Regions from separate parts of the Zea mays genome. Here all the other regions are linked to region 2. A link is a contact called in public Hi-C data. All regions are on one chromosome and are shown on one strand. Each heading gives the region's core, a stretch centred on a gene start, on an enhancer-like site or on the middle of the called end of the contact. The rest is flanking DNA. Distances are from core to core; before and after follow the strand shown. Region 1 holds the start of LOC100283879 (SEC13-related protein). Region 2 holds the start of LOC100277379. Region 3 holds the start of LOC103634962 (SCAR-like protein 2).

Region 1 (3,855 bases), core at 586-3,085, 600 kb before region 2:
GAGGCGCCCACGCGATGGAATTCACGGAGGACTTGTGCTCAGCAAAGGTGTGTACCAGTGCCCATTCATCAGGCTTGCTTCCTTCCTTCCAGATGATCACTCGGCCGTCGTAGCTGCAGGATGCAAGCATGGAACCAAACTTGGGATGAGCCCATGCGACTTGCCATACTGGGCCCTGGTGTCCACTCAAAGTTGCAAGCTGCTGGTGTGAGGTTCCACTTACGCCAATGATCTTTATTGTATTATCAGAGGAGGATGTAGCTAGGCGCTTGCCATAGTAATCCATGGCGACATCATGCACCACATCTTGGTGCCCCGTCTCGATCTTATGGGGCGGCATTGCTCCAATGATCTAACTTTAACTTAGCAAAATGACAACCTTCTTCCGCGTTCACCACTTCAGTCTCCTATATGAATAAAAGTGAGGATATCAGATAGATGATAAATCAAAAAATAACATAAGTACAAAAGGTATGCACACTTAGTAGCTAAAAATGTTACCGAGATAAACATCATATATTCATATGAAGTTATACAGAACACTGATGGTCTACACAATACCATGCGTGCGTGGAAGTGTGTGGATGTTTTCCACAATGGGCCAAGTTCATTGTTCGCCAGATTGCATGCTAAAACACAGGACGATTTGATTGAGGATACACCTCTGAACAATAAATTTCATCTAAAATTAGCTTACCAAGCTCCAGATACTGGGCAATGGTATATCTATCACAGGATCAGGAAAATAACGCCAACCCACCAGTTAGCAATGTTCCAGAATGGCGACGGGGCATTATTTTTGGAAGAGAAGTAGGAAAACATAGTCCAGCATTATACACATAAAATGCAGTACATCTGGCAAGATAATGTCTTTTGCACTTGTTTGAAATTTTCAAACCATGCATATTCATAACCAAACCCTGAAATAGACCCAAAATAGCTTAAAGAGCTGAGACAACAGAGGTTTGAAGCAAAAATATATGCAGACAGTGATGTCACTAATAAATACTAATCTCACGAAGATAACTCATCTTCGTAACTTTATGATGCTACAATAGAAGACTGGATCGTTTAGGTTTTTTTTTGTGAACCGAAGACGGCAAAAGCATACTTGTTTTGCAGAAACATCCAGCACGAATCAATACAAGTGTAGAACACACTGGGACTTGGTTTTGAGAAGGAAAAAAAACAATATTTGCATCTATCTTCAACCAACCTAGCAGCATACATTTGCAGCAGAAGGGTGTAGAACCAAATACCACAACCTAAATAAGTAGCTGCAGTCCCTCCTCTGCCTCACTGAAAAAATCTGTAGCTGCACTCCCTCCTCTGCGTCACTGCTAGACTTGGGTATGCTCAGAAATCCGAATCGACGAACACGAGCGCTAGCGAACACGTCCCGGTGCCAGACACCCAAAACAGAAAGGGTCGAAGGGTTGGATCTGCGAGATCCCTATAATATGCTGCCTATACGAAACTAATAAAAGCGTTTTCCCAAAAAAATCCGTCCCTACGGTGAACAGGCCGCCCCGTAGGACTTGCGGCCCGACCTAGGCTAGGCTGGCTGGGCGTGGTACCACAGATGAAACGACCAACCGATTCCACGCGGGTCAGGACCAAATCGATCGCTGGGTACACCCGAGGAGGTGGGGAGGAAGAAGATTGAGCCGAGAGTTCTTGCCTTACCCGCGGACGATGAGGAGCCGACGCCGGCGCCGGCGTCCAGGGACAGGGAGGAGGAGGAGGGGATTGCTGCCGCTGGCGGCGGAAGCCGGAACCGGAATGGGAATTGGCGAGGACTGGACGGCGCGGCCCTCAGGACGCGTGCTGGGCCTATACGGCCTTTTGGGTGATACTGGTACCGGGCTTGGGACGCTTTAACCGGTTGCAGATCGCGGCCGAAATGGCCCAACGAGGAATGCAGTTGGGCTAGGCCCACTGTTTGTTTGTCGTTGCCGTGATATCAGGCCACGGAGAGAGTCGGAGAAGGTGGTCCAGCCAGCGTTCGGCTCCCTCTCCATTGCCGCTTGCATGCATCGTCCGTCCCCCGCGCGCACGGCCTGGCCTGGCCTGGTCGAATTGGAGCGGCCGGCGGCGGGTGCTGACGTCTTCTTCTCCGCTTCCTGTGGGCTCGTAGTCGTAGCCGGTGGCGGTGCTGCATTGGATTGGATCTGAAGCAACAAGCAAACGCACAACGCAGCAACCATGGTGATGATGACGGCACCGTGCGTGACGTAGCCTGACGCCACCAAATATTCCCTAGCACATGTTTCCAGAGAGGGAGCCTTCTTCTCCAGGCCAAAAAGGCAAAAGCCACTGTCTCGGCTTCTCTGCCAAAAACGCCCTCGATCATCCCAACATCACGCGCACTACTGCTGATAACACTGAAACGTCAGCATTACTTACCCGGGCCGCGCATGATCCGAATAAAGCCGGCCGATCTGAATTCGACAAGAGGGCAGTAGTATATATCTTAAATAAACTACAGGTGCCATCACATGCTTCCATTCACTTGCGCAGTTCCGCCCCATCGTCAGTCGTCACCCCGATCCATCATCTTTCTTCAGTTCTTGCCTTGCTATATAACTATATATACTGTATTATTGCTGCATGCAAGTAATGCAATAGTCACAAGTTGTACCACGCGTTCATCGTTCGGTCAGAAGCTCAGAACCAAGGAGACCTTTAGGACGTACGTTAGGGTAAACCAACTACAAACACATGGCCGGCCAGGGGAGGGTGCGCGGCCGCTCTGGCCCCGAAGTATATACCGAGTATATTATTATCACACCCGAATTTAAAGGATAAAGCTGAGTATATCTCATATATACGCTAAAGAAGAAAATAATAAAATATATAGAGATAAATGTCACAAAATATTATTACGTAGCGGAAGTTTTACAAAAATAAATGATAAATATAAAGCAAACTAAACGTCCATCATTAGCGTTATAAAGCTGACTGAGAGACACTACCTAGATTAACTCGTACCCCTCATTGTACGGCTCCTCCTGGACGGCTGGACCATATGTTCTTCTCCTGTGGAGGGTTATATATATAGATGGCCAAACGGGCCGGCACGGCCCGACCCGGCACGGCCCGTCGCCGGCACGGCCCGACGGCGGCACGGCCCGCCAGGCCCGGCTAGTGAACCGTGCCGTGCCCAGATGGGCCGGCGTGCCGCTGCCGCGGCCCAGGCACGGCCCGTGAGTCTGTTAGTCGTGCCGGGCCGGCCCGGTGGCACTATGGCCCATCTGAGTATATTGTAGAATTTAGCAAAAAATGTGTAGTTGTGAGGGCTCGAACCCACAACCTAGTGAGTAAGAAGCTTAAACGCATCCATCTAACCAGTGCAACTGCAGTTTTATTGTGTTATATGTTGAATTCTTATAATTAATATATGTAAACTATTATTTTTAAAATAAAAAATGTAACCGTGTCGTGCCCGTGCCAGCACTACGGGTCGAGATAGTGGCCCAGGCACGGCACTATAGCCGTGCCGTGCCAGGCACTGGCACTATACTAACCGGACCGGGTCGTGCCTGGACCGTGCTTTTTCGTGCCGTGCCTGGGCCGGCCCATCGTGTTAGTGCCAAATGGCCATCTATAGTTATATATCACAAGTGTGAGCTCACAAAAAATCATAGCTCAACAAATTGTAGAGAATAATGTGCATGAACTCACCAAAGGTATGAGTTCATGTAAAGTGTAAAATTGTTCAACAATAGGAGTTCAAGCCGAGCATTGCTTTTAATAAGTTGGTCAAATTTTATTAGCAATTACTATATGTAAGTAAATATCATACCAGAATAATAATAGAACAAAATTAATAATAAATCACATGCAATGCAAATG
Region 2 (3,776 bases), core at 30-2,529:
ATCTTCGCCCCAGCCGGCGGAGGCGGAGGCGGAACTTGCAAGTTTGGATTCTGGAACCGCTCCGCTCGCAATTTCAGACGGATTTTCATGCGGATTCCCTGCGGAACACACGCAAAAACCTACGCCATGAAGGCAGCCGTGACCAAAGTCAGTGTGCCGGGCTGCCGGCTGATCTGATCGTCGTAGCTAGCCAGGGCGCTGGCAGCACAAGTCCATGCATTCAATTCAAGAACAAGCTAGTCTGAAAAATCAATCGCAGAAACCCAAAGTAGCACTAGGACGAACGGACCAAGCGACGACGAAACGAAACAACAGTACAGTACAGTACAGCAACCTCTCCGGCTAAAGCAAGATGTATGTATGATCCGCACAGCAGAAAGCAGGGGACAGCTAGCAGGGGATCTTGGAGGTAAACCAGGTCATGACATGGAGCGGCGCCTTGACGAGCTCCACGGCCACCTCCAGCAGCACCGTCACGCAGAGGCAGCAGGGGCATAAACGAGATGGGCAGCCTGGATGCACGGACCAAACGGACTGAAGCTATCAGTTAATCTGCTTACTTTAACGGGAGAAGGGAGAAGAAGAAAATAAAGGGGAGCAAGATCGAACAAGAAGGAAACCACGCACCCGATGATCCAGATGACGGCGCCGACGAAGGAGACGAGGACGGCGAGCAGCGCGAAGGGCAGGCCCAGGAGCCACCCGAGCGGCCGGCACTCCCCGTCGCCGCCGCAGCACATCGTCCGCCCTTGACCAGCCGGCCCGCCTCCCCTTCCCTCTCCGGCTCCGCCGTCGCTTTCTAGGTTGGCCGCGCGCGAGGGAAAAAGGAAGGGAAACCGAGCGCGCGCACCAAGACGACAAGAGGTCCGGCCCGCCGGACACGGTCGATAGGTAGTATATATGGAGAAGATGGAGAGGCAGGAGGCGCGCGGTTTCGTGGTCGCTTTCCTTGCGGTGCCCAGCACGCTTTCTCGTCTGACTTTCCAAGGGATAGACGGGGCCGGGTGGGCAGTCTGGCAGACAGTGAGGCAGCCGCGGCAGGGCAGTTTCCGTCGGGGATGGCGTGGCGGACGGCAGCGATGGAGCGACAACGGAACCGTTGGCCAGCTCCCCCAAGGCCCCAACGCACTCGCCGGCCACGTCACGGGAGTCCGTGGGCGGAGTTTGACTGATGGCGCACGCGTTTGGCCGTGGCGCCCGTGCCCGTGGGCCGCCGCCGCCCGCCGGCTGCCTCCTCCTGTCTTGTCCTCCCACGTTCTCGTTGAGTTCTTCTCGTCCAGGTCCAGGTGTCCAACCAACCTCAATGATTTCGCAATCAACAAGATGCCTGACTGCCTGAGGCCTGACTCAGAATTTTAAGTTCGTTTCGGACCAAGGTTATTACACATGTTTATTTTTTAAAAAAAATACTTGTTGCAATTCGATTTTCGATTGCAAGAATAAAAAAACTAGGCAAAATCAAGAATAAGACAAAACTTGATCTAGGATGGATTTACAAAAACAATCAACAACTAGTTAGTTGCTCGTGCATCACTACTATTTTCATATTTAATATATAGTTTCTCTCTACTATACAAACCAATATGAGTTATATAAAGGAAGGTCTTGCTAGAGACCATGGTTCAAATTATTAATAATATGTTTGGTTTGAGGTCAAAGTAGGATGAATCGGGGGCGACATCGTCTCCTCGATTTTTTGGGATCACGCCGCTCCCAAAAATCACTCCAGTGTTCACCTCGCCCCCGCTTGACTCTCAACCAAACACTATAGAAAATGTGGCGGCCTCATTCCATCCCTCCTTGTACATTGAACCAAACGCACCCTAATATTTTATTTCGCTAGCCGTTGGAAACACTTGCTACATGCGCGTAGAGAGGAAAACACACGACAGGAACTAAGGGTTATTTCTATAACCAAACAACGACAAATATTTAATATATTACAATATAAAATCAAATAACAAATAACCATAGTAGTAATAATAATAATATACTTTATTTTTTTGCATGGTCTTTAAAGCAGAACTTTGACCATTTTTTTTTTTGAAAATATGCCATCATTAAATACACAATGAGCATCATGTTAAAGCATTTTTAATACAAATTCAGGTATATAACATACATACACTAAAAAATATGCATTTTTGGTTGAATTGTTAGTCAAAGTTACGTTGACTTTTTTTAAAAAAACATGCACGTCTTATTTTATGGGATAAGAGTATTATTTAGTTGCACAAAGAGTATTATCTAAAATCATCTTAAATTTTTTTAGGACGTGAAATATAGAAGAAGTGGAACGTAAAACTGAAACATAGGAGAATAGGTGGCACAAATGTATATAAGGATCATCATTCAAACCGTCAGACGCTTCTCCACCATTCAAACTGTCAGATGCTTCTCCTTCACCGTTGCAACTGCAAGGTGTACTGCTGCACTCTCAGCAGCTCAGGGCGATCGCAAAGTAAAGGGATCAGATGGACTAGCAGTTGCAAAGTTAGAACACATGAGCAGCTCAACTAGGAGAGGCGGGGCAACAAGAGAGGACGATCAATGGCAATGCAAACCTTTTACTAAAAATGAAAACTGATTCAACAAAAAAAAATTACACGGCTATAGCAATCGTACCATCTTACAACAGGGCGAGGCTCGCCAGGTTCCTGGTCTTCACCTCGCCACTTGTTTCACTGCCCCAGGTTTCAGGTCTCCTCCTATCCAATTCCAATGTGAGGTAACTTGCAGCTCGACGACTAGGCAAACACGGCACCCTACACAACTGCGGGTAGTTGTACAAATGAAATCGGAGCATGTGCTATATCGGACAACCACTTGTGTGGACAAAACGACAAACAGCATGGCACTGGGTTAGAGTTCCTATATGACCAAAATTTACAACAGTCGCCGCCCGACAATTTCACGCTAGAATCCTTCCTTAGTTGAACTAAGTTGCTATGTCCTTTCCAGTGCCCCCATCAATATCTGCACAGAAGGAAGTTCTACATGTCAGATTCATCATTCATGATCGTGTGATCATGAAACTAGTTATAATTTAATCAGTTTATTTATTCCGTACCATGATTCGCTAAAAACTTGCTTTAAAAGAAACAAAATTTTATGCAAAACGAGTAGTGAAACAACCTCACTGGACAAAAAAAAATACATAAAATAATGAGTATAAATGATAGGGGAAAAAAAAGAACAAGTATGCCATAAGCGCCTTGCAATAACACTAGGAAATAGAACAAAAACCAGTCACTTAAACAGTTTAAACTTAGTGCAGCTTGTGGTAATGTATCAAATCAAGACATCTATATATGCTACATTTGGCTTCAGATGTACATCCCATTATGTATAACAAACTAAATGACTAAAATTGCTGCACTTATTCTAATTCGCCAAGGCTCTGGAGGATATTGTCTAGGCCTCAAGGGTAGGGAAAGGGACAGAATAAGACAATCAAGTACCTCAATAAGTTTAAGAAAATATTGTGTACGAAAAAAAAGAGGACAAAATCTGCTAGATGTTTACACCTTTACGATACACTGACTAGTGTGGAATTTGCACATGGCGTGTTTTCAGGAGAAATTACTTTTTCGCAAATATCCATAAAATAACTGCAGAAAAAATATCTGAATTGGAGAACTTTCTTCCATGGTTCCATGGGCAAAAATATTAGCAAATAGTAGTACCTGAGGGGCTAGGCAGCTAGCCCAGGATGACTACATATAAATAGATGGTGAAAGAGTAAGTATCAGATACTGAAGAGTATATCGGTGCAC
Region 3 (3,511 bases), core at 11-2,510, 590 kb after region 2:
GGAAACCTGAAACCTTAGCGCCATCCAATCCAGTCCTAACACTAGACCTCAGAAAAAAAAAACCCAAAGACCGCCGCTGCTACAGAAGGACATCCAAATCATTCCCAGATAGTGCCACAATTTTGAACAGCCGGCACACGCAAACACTGCTCTAACAGTTCCTGTTGCTATGGCACATCACAGCGCTCGTTCACCCTAAGCGAATTCAACCACCTCAACACTGCTCTAACAGATCCCACTACTTCATCTCACTCCCATTCTCCCAATCCCAAGTCCCAACCACAGGGCCGAGCCCAAAAAACCCAACCATCCCCGCCGGGAGCCGTTAAACACGTAGCGTAGCAGATCCAGGCGGGAACCAGACCACAGAGACGCGCACCGGCGGGCGGCAGGTCGAAGGCGCGCATAGACCGGGCAGGAGGAGGAGGCAGCGAGGGAGGGAGGGAGCAGGGCCTTACTCCGCGAGATCTCCGAGCTGGCGCAGGATCCCGACGAGGCCCGCGACGGCGACGCCCTCGAGCAGCGCCTTGGGCTCCTCCTCCCCCGCGGCGGCGGTGGCGGCGGCGGCAGCGGCAGCTCCGCCGCCGTAGAGGCCGGGGTCCCCCAGCCCCACCTCATTCCGCACCTCGAACCTGACCAGCGGCATCGCCCTCCGCGCTCCTTCGTCACAGCCTCGGCCTCGGCAGCCGCCGCCCCCTCCTCATGCACCCGGGCCGCTGCGCGCTGCGCTGCGCTGTGCTCGCCGACGCGACGCCGCAACGGCTGCTTTATTCTGGTGGCTGGCGCGGTGTGGGAGTGGGAGTGGGAGGGAGCAGGTGCCGTGCGCCTGGTTGCCGCCCCCGCAAGGAAGAAAGAGGTGGCAGCAGGATGGCGGCTGGCGGGCGGGCTGCGGGAGTGTGAGCGTGAGGTGGACTGGAGAGCGGGTGGGGTGGGGTGTGGGGAGGAGGAGCGGAGAGCGGAGAGGGGGGGTGCGTCGGTCTCCGACAAGGTGAGGGACGAAAGGGACGCGGGGAGGAAAAGGCAGCGCGGCGGCACGAGGGGTAAGTGGCGATGCGGTGCGGTGGTAGGAGCGGGCGTGGCCGCCTGTGCTCTCTCTCTATCTCTGTCTGTCGTGCGGCCTGCGGGCGGCTCCGTCCACATCCACTCGGGTTGAGCGCCGCCCGCAGGTGGGTCGTGGCCGTGGGTGCGTGCGCCGGTGCGGCTGCTGCTTGGCTTTCCTTTGTTCCGGTCAGTCAGTGCCCGCGTCCGCCGGGTCAGGCCGCGGTTTCTGCCGGCCGGCCGTGTTGTTGTTCACCGTGGACTTTGGGACCTGAACAGAATCAAATCTTGGGGCATGCGATTTGGGCCAGTCCAGTCTAGTGTTTGGTGGTGGCCTGGTCATGTCAGCCGCGCCGCGCTTGAGAATTGAGATGATGCTTCTTCTATACATTATTAGTCCTTTCTTAATAATTCACTGGAGTGTTGTTGTTTTTTCCCCCTTTTGTCAAACTGTGCGAGTGAAATATAAAAAAAAGTGTACGTACGTACAAACACAATGTTTGTGTTGTTACAGAGCTTGCCTAAATCATTGCAGGCGGGCAACCTGCCTGCCATTCTTTTCTTTTGAGATGTCCTTTGGGAGGAGGGTGGGCGGATCTTAGGGTAGATCTAATTATTGGGTCAAGTGTTTACGTGAGCGCTTTTGTACTTGATGTGAGGTCCGTCGGGCATGACTAATGATGGCGGCGGCTGAGCAGGTGCCAGTGGTTCCTGTTCTAGCTAGCTCAATGATCCCGTGGAATGTAACGTAATGTAATCTAAAAGGGGGGACATTGGGGCTTTCTTTAATTTTTTTTGTTTAAAGATGTTTGATTAGATGCATATAAAATGGAACTGTGTTTTCTATGATGTACAGTCCGTACACCGGATTGATCATAAAATATATTTTTATAATGAAGTTATTTGAAGATATAATTGATGAAAGTATTATATATATATATATATTTAGTGATTGTTTTTTAACAAAAAAACTTCTTAAATCTCAGGCTGGCCTAATACGTTAGACAAATCTAAGGCTGAGGGCGGACGCGGAAATGAGCATCGAGCCATAGACGACACATGGTGGATCCAGCAAAGACCTCTAAAAAGTTATCTACTCTAAATATAGAGGATCAAACAGTTATCCATGCTCTACAGCAGCGTTCTTTAAACGATACTCTAAATTAAGAGGATGCTGCTAGATTCTCTATATATATTTATAATTTCTCTAAACGGACCTCTATTTATTTAAATACTTTAAATAAACGGTTTAGAAAAACTAAAATTTGTACAATACATTTGAGAGTATTACAAATACGTATGTAAAAAAATAAAAATAAAATATCTTTAACATAGATATTTGAGTATAGAGAGTGTTATTGGAGAGGAAGAAGATATAGAGAATGAAATTATTAGAGAAGACTGTAAATAACGGATATAAAAGATGAATATAGAGGCTGTTGCTGAAGACGGTCTTATAGAAACCGCCTTTACCTGGTTCCAAGTTCCAACGGAAGAAAGGGCGTCGAATTCTGTTTCGGTTGTTGGCATAATGGCACCTGTAGCGAGTAGCGACGGACAAATACAAAGATGGAGGTATAGGTGTACATTCGGGCCGCCCGGCCGGCCCAAGCCCGAAAAGGCCCGTATTATTTGAATTTCGGGCCGTCCCGGACCGACCCATGAGCCTAGCTTTCGGTCCACGGCCCGACCCGTAATTGCTTAAACGTGTCGGGCTCATTTCGGCCGGCCCGAAATTATAAAAGCCTGAAATTCACATTAGGGCCCGAAATTCAATTTTTGGCCTAAAATTCACATCAGAGCCCTAAATTCAAAAAATAATAAAACAAATAAAAGATAAGACAAATAAATATGAACAAAAGCAAACTTAATATTTGTATTAAATTTACCACAACTATGCAATGACTACCTCGTTTACAAATCATTTTGTTAGGAGAAAAAAGAGTATAATCAGCTCTATACAAAGTTCGTAAGTTCAATTTATTGTCTAATGTTCATAACAAAAGTAAAATTACATCACATACTCTAATTCAAAGCTACCAAAAACATCTAACTAACATTATCTCTAGCTTTGTGTTCTTTATCAAGTATATGAAATGTGGAATGAAGTGTGGTTTTAATAAATATATGAGCCTTTTCGTGCCTCTATACGGGCCATTTCGTGACTGCCTTAAATGGGTCGTGCTCGTGTCCGCCCATAGACAGTGACCTCGGCCCAAACCCGGTCCGAAATAACGGGCCGTGCCGGTCCGGCACTAAAATTTTTGGGCCGTGCCGTGCTTTCCGCCCATAGGCAGTGACCTCGGCCCAAACCCAGCCCGAAATAACGGGCCGTGCCGGTCCGGCACTAAAATATTTTAGGTCGTGCCGTGCTTGGGCCGTTCTTTTTTTTATGCTTCGGACTGGCTCGTTAAGTCCAGCCCAAATGTACACCTATAGATGGAGGAGTCGCGGTCGCGGCCCCGTGGCAGGT

What was found. A called contact is a pair of places that touch in the nucleus more often than the background predicts.
Region 1: a Hi-C map of ear shows a contact between it and region 2, with 3 times the contacts expected there. The contact joins the promoter of LOC100283879 here to the promoter of LOC100277379 in region 2. A contact is called at or near these places in 2 of 25 Hi-C or Micro-C datasets (ear and tassel).
Region 3: a Hi-C map of bundle sheath shows a contact between it and region 2, with 6 times the contacts expected there. The contact joins the promoter of LOC103634962 here to the promoter of LOC100277379 in region 2. A contact is called at or near these places in 5 of 25 Hi-C or Micro-C datasets (bundle sheath, ear, endosperm and 2 more).

The regions. Positions count from the first base shown.
Region 1 is chr8:25,768,819-25,772,673 of Zm-B73-REFERENCE-NAM-5.0, reverse strand. LOC100283879 (SEC13-related protein) reads right to left here and starts at 1,835. Exons shown (of 2, transcript NM_001348977.1): 1 at 1,682-1,835; 2 at 1-407. The coding sequence starts at 340.
Region 2 is chr8:25,172,172-25,175,947 of Zm-B73-REFERENCE-NAM-5.0, reverse strand. It overlaps LOC100277379, which reads right to left and starts at 1,279. Exons shown (of 2, transcript XM_008657550.4): 1 at 628-1,279; 2 at 200-512. The coding sequence starts at 740. The coding sequence ends at 275. It overlaps LOC100274451, which reads right to left. Exons shown (of 5, transcript NM_001148810.1): 5 at 2,550-2,976.
Region 3 is chr8:24,585,341-24,588,851 of Zm-B73-REFERENCE-NAM-5.0, reverse strand. LOC103634962 (SCAR-like protein 2) reads right to left here and starts at 1,260. Exons shown (of 10, transcript XM_008657535.4): 1 at 459-1,260. The coding sequence starts at 646.